Linked DNA regions of Zea mays: region 2 is linked to region 1. A link is a contact called in public Hi-C data. All regions are on one chromosome and are shown on one strand. Each heading gives the region's core, a stretch centred on a gene start, on an enhancer-like site or on the middle of the called end of the contact. The rest is flanking DNA. Distances are from core to core; before and after follow the strand shown.

Region 1 (2,700 bases), core at 79-2,578:
AAACTCGAACAAGTCTACTATTTACACTAATCTAGTAGAGAAGCTTCTGAAGGCGTTCAACCTCATAACTGATAGGCATAAAACGAAGAAGAGTCGGATAAGAAACGAGAAAAGACAGAATGATCCTGCAAAGAGAAAATCGACAGAATGCAGTAAGATACATTTTTGCTGCATTTGAAATATATACAACAGAACAATATTGGATTACAGCAGGACACTCAGAAAAGGATTAACTATGGTATCAATTTTGCAGTAAGACCCTAGAAAAACAAATCTTAATGTTGTCACTAGCTGTTATATATTAATCATGGACAAAAGTGCACGTATCTTTTGTCATGGTGCAACAATGTCTTTCCACGCAAAATAAGTCAACCGATTGACCAAAGATGCCTAGGGTGTGCTGCAAGCATACAGACAGATACAGAGGCTTTTACTCGTATTGTTATTAGTCATGAAGGTCTGCGGCAAGAGGGAACATGGTACTTGTACTAACCTTGATGGCATAGTTATGAAATAATCTATTGAGTGATGAATTAAAACACAAAAAATTATCTTTCATGCACAAATTAGTAGTTAACCATGAATTTAACTGAACATGGAGTAAGAAAACTTGTATCTTAGACCATATCCATCGCATAGTACATGGAAGGAGAGTGAGCGACTCATCAAGTAATAAAAGTAATATCAGAATAAGGTGCATATGGTAAGATTCAGCGAAGTTCTGACAAAATTCAATCAGTTTCCCCCATGGTTAGTGATCCACACGTTCACGCAAGGATTTCACATAATTTAACAAGTAATTAAACAGGACAGCAGTCACAGGAACTTTAAAAATTGTAATTTTGAAAAGTCAACAATAATCTCAAATCTGCTTTAGCCACAACAATTTACATCTTCATAGTACATCTAACTGACATCCAGCATATCCAACATGGGAGGGCTAAAGTTTCTAGATCGAAACTACACATATATACAAGGGGATCATCTTCGGCGAGCAATCAGACAGTCAGAGGAGCAGATGCAGATCCGTCGATCGACGATGCTTACCTAGGGTTAGTAGCGGGGACGTAAGCAGGGGCGAAGGCGGACGAAGAAATTGATTGCTTCATCTCTCCCTATCCTATCCCTTTTGCTCCCCCCTAAGACTCCCCTACAGACCCCACTTTATCCTCAGGCGATAGCCGGAGGTAAGGGGAGCTTCTTCTGCTGCTTCCCTCCCCGGCGATGTTGGACAGGTTAGGGGTGAGAGCAGCACGAATCGACGGCGGCGGCGGAGCGCGAAGGTGAAGGAAGACAGGAGGTGTGCGGCGGTGGAATACTAGAATTATTGGACAGGCCGGACCGCCGGAGGAGACGAGATGAGGGCGAGGTCCACGCACGCGCCACACCTTTGCCGTGACCCCACTTGCATTATTAGCAATTGCGTTTCACCCACCGCCCTTCGTCCTCAAGCGCTCTCCGACGCATGGGCCCGGACCCACCTGGGCGCGGGTACGCGCGGCTCGAACTTGGATGCCAAGTTGCCCCGCTTGTTTCCTTGCGCCGTAAGCAAAATGCCAACGGCGTCATGCCGACGTGTGTGCATCGGACGGTTCACAAATGCGGTCAACTATCTCTGTCCCCACAGCAGCCGCATCACGGCCGTCCAGACATTGCAGATTTTTATTTTGTTTTGGTAAATTAATAAAAATCCTACTAGTTTGCGTGCGTTACCGGGCCAAAGGCGACGTGCTGATGCCGGATTCTTCTGATTTTTTCCTACGTTCATATTTGCCTTCGCAGCCAATCGGTGTTTCCAATATTATTTATGATGAGTTAGTTATTTGTACATTGCTATGTTTTATATATATATTATATAGATAAATATTGCATAAATATGTATTTACAATATTTATCTTTTGTGTAGCATAATATTCTTAATATCTATCATTTCTAAAACACAACTGCAAATGAAATGTATTGGTTAACAATTGAGTGTTATGTCCTTGGACGACGGGCTGGTTATATTTTTTGTTTCTCCACGCTCGATGTGGGGAACCCTGGCACCTAGTATCACCGCTCGCATGAGAGAGGAGATGTACGCAGGAAGATTATTGACACTTAAATATAGTAGAGATAGAATCATAGAGATAAAATATAAGTTATTGGCTGGCTAGTGGGCCAATTTATATAATTTTAGTGAGTTGCATTTGCATGTCCTGTTTCACGAATCTCGCCCACGCCATAGGGGATTTGTTGGCCGATCTAAACAACACATGCGTTCTCTAGGTGGTTTCCTACTCCATGGCTATGCAGCGGAGAAAACCATTGTTGTTCACTCGTTTTTTATTCCTTTAAGAGACAAAAAAACAAGGCAACACAATTAAATTAAGCTTCACCTTCACCCTTCATTCTGTCTATCTCGAAGGAAAGATAGAATGAAGGACTAAGATGTTGAGAGTTAACAGAAAACAAATGTTGATCATTAAGAATGAAGATGATGTAGTGTAAAGGTGAAACATATGATTCAACCTTGATGGGCAATGCTTCCTTTTTCATTTTATTCTTTAATAAAGGATTATAAATATACCTTCGGCTACTTGAAGTTACAATGCAAAGGTAAGAGAGATACAACTTCGTAGGCAGAGCAAAATAATTTTCCCTAGGCTAAAAAGCACCCATAATGTATCGCATTGTTCCTCTATTTATAGAAGCGAGGTA
Region 2 (2,700 bases), core at 30-2,529, 290 kb after region 1:
AAGCCTTACAATTCATATGAGCTCCCACCTTTGGTGAGTTCATGCACACTATTCCCCACAACTTGTTGAGTGATGAACGTATGTGAGCTCACCCTTGCTGTACTCACATCCCCAGGTCAAGGACAGGTACCACAGGATGAGACACATGAATGATGCCATGATGAGTTCGTGAGTGGTCTAGGCTGTCGTCTCCTAGTAAACTTTTGTTGCTGGATCGTTGTCTTCGTATGATGTAATTATTTAACTATTTTGTACAGAGCTCCGTTATATATTAATGATGTGACATTCGTTTTGTACCATGAGTCATTATATGTGTGATACTTGATTCTAGCACACTTGGTGATTATTTCACGTCCGGGTTTTGAACCCTAAATCCGTTTTAGGGTTTTGGCCGCATCTAATCGGTTTTGAATTAAAGCTAAATGAACAACTTGTAAGGGTGTGTTTGGTTTAGCTTTTGGCTTTGGCTTTTGCCTCCTAAAAGCCAAAAGCCAACCAAAGGGCTGGATCCAGGAAGCAGCTTTTTCTAAAAGCTGACTTTCTCGCAGTGCAAAACTGAAAGCACCCCTGGACCTGCTTTTAGTGGCTTTTGGATCGAACTGTGAAAACATATATCGAAGAACTTTTAACGACTTTTAGTGGTTTCCATCAAACAGTTTTTAGCTTTTTAACAACTCACAGCCTACAACAACTTTTTTCACAGCTCACAGCCCACAGCAACTTTTTCCACAGCCACAGTCCAACCAAACAGACCCTAAGACTATTTTTATACGGGAACAACTAATTGTTAGGCAACAAAAAGAATCTAAAAAACCGTACTTATGAGGTTTTTTTAATGAAGAGATGGACATAGAATTAAAGACAGCTATTTGGACGACTGCAACTTCAATTCATAGAGACAAAACACCGTAGAAACGATAGAAACCGTTGTGAATTAAAGACAAACGAGCAACTTGTAAGATATACCAGAACAGCTAATTGTTAGGCAACAAAAAAAATCTAAAAAACCGTGCTGATGAGGTTTTTTTAATGAAGAGACGGGCATAGGACAGCGATGTGTGTGCCAAAATCGAGGAAAAAGAGGTGTGGCGCCATCCTATAGGTTCAATCGACAAATCCTACCCGCGCACAACGCCCTAGATAATATCATCCCTTTTCTTTTCTGTACGTGTGCAAATAAACAATTTTTTCCTTCTATTTTAATTTTTGAAGAAAAACTAAACAGAGAAGTCGAGGAAAAATTGCTGTTAGCAGCGGACAGGGGGTGAGCGAGCGGGCCGAGGATTCATCTCGTGTCGACGACGCCTTCGCCCTCTCCGAGTCTCCGTCCGTCTTCCGCGTCCTCCGCAGCTGGACTCGTGCGCTATTCCCCAGGACGCTACTCCCACTAGGGTTTTCGGATTAGGTTTCTAGAACCTTCCACCGCCGCCTCTCCATGCACGCGCCGCCGCTGGTCACGTTCGCAGGGGGCGCCTGCCCCACCACCGCCTCCGCTTCGCCGTCGCCCTGGTTGGCCTCGCCGCGGGACGCCATCTTTGCCGCGCCGGCGAGGCCCCTACGGTCCCGCCGCGGGACACTCCGGCTGGAAGCTAAGGCCGCGTGGAGGGCTGCCGGAGGGGGACGGGGCCCGCGGGTCCCGGCCAAGGGCGCTGTGCTCGCCTCCTATATGGGCGCCGAGGAGGTGGTGGGACCATCGTCGCTGCTTGACGAGGAAGGTTTGATTTGCTGCTGCTTTTTCCAAATGCAGGCCTCCTTGCGCTTATGTCGGCCATATTTTCGTTGTTTCGCACTAATAACTGCAATTGCGTCACTATCCACTGTTACTACTGGTGTCTCTACTCTAATGATAAGGCACAACTGCCCAGTTGAAGTAGTGTTATGCCAAACTGCTCACGTAGTCGCATGGAATGGACCTAGGGATTTCACATGCTGACGTGCCACATTAATATAGAATTCATCTGGTATACAGAGAAACTGATGACCTATCTTTTACCCTATTCACTCGTGCAGAGTTCATTTCTCACATCAGAAAGGAACTGGATAATGGAAAACTTCCTGCAGATGTTGCCAGTAACCTGGAGGAGCTGTATTATAATTACAGGAATGCGGTAAGAACTGCTGGGCTGATCTTTGCAGTATTTTTTATTTGCTATCATCAGCTCGTTATGATTCATGTCTTGTTAATGTTTTGCTTTATTAGGTTCTGCAAAATGGAGATCCAAATGCATATGAGGTCATGCTTTCAAATATGATGACCTTGTTTGATCGTGTTCTACTGGATGTACAGGTTTACCATCTACTCCGAATTCCCTCACAATTTGTTCTGACACTTCTACTTATTTTCCAAGATGACCTTTAATATCATGCTCCATCCTTTTGCAGAATCCATTTAACTTTCCACCTTATCATAAAGCTTTGCGAGAACCGTTCGACTATTACATGTTTGGTCAGAACTACATTAGGCCTCTGGTAGATTTCAGGTAATACAAAATCTGACCTGATAACATGTACGCATTTTAATTTCAAATAATCCACACAAAGTTTGCTGTACATCTTATGGAAGACATTTCTTTTGAATGGGGTGGATAACATGCCTTTGTTGTTTTATTTCGCTGTGGATTAATTATCTAGAGCATAGAGCCGTAGAGTTTGAAGGCTCCTTTCTTTTCATGACATGCAAACTTATTGTAGTCTGTAGCA

What was found. A called contact is a pair of places that touch in the nucleus more often than the background predicts.
Region 2: a contact with region 1 is called in a Hi-C map of ear, with 4 times the contacts expected there. The contact joins the promoter of LOC100285746 here to the promoter of LOC101027199 in region 1. A contact is called at or near these places in 11 of 25 Hi-C or Micro-C datasets (bundle sheath, ear, endosperm and 3 more) and 1 of 3 datasets of contacts at active chromatin or transcription factors (seedling).

What each region holds. Positions count from the first base shown.
Region 1 is chr5:46,229,824-46,232,523 of Zm-B73-REFERENCE-NAM-5.0, forward strand. LOC101027199 (putative inactive poly [ADP-ribose] polymerase SRO1) reads right to left here and starts at 1,329. Exons shown (of 7, transcript NM_001346074.1): 1 at 1,048-1,329; 2 at 1-125.
Region 2 is chr5:46,522,044-46,524,743 of Zm-B73-REFERENCE-NAM-5.0, forward strand. LOC100285746 (glycerol-3-phosphate acyltransferase) reads left to right here and starts at 1,280. Exons shown (of 14, transcript NM_001158637.1): 1 at 1,280-1,715; 2 at 2,011-2,108; 3 at 2,201-2,287; 4 at 2,383-2,480. The coding sequence starts at 1,436.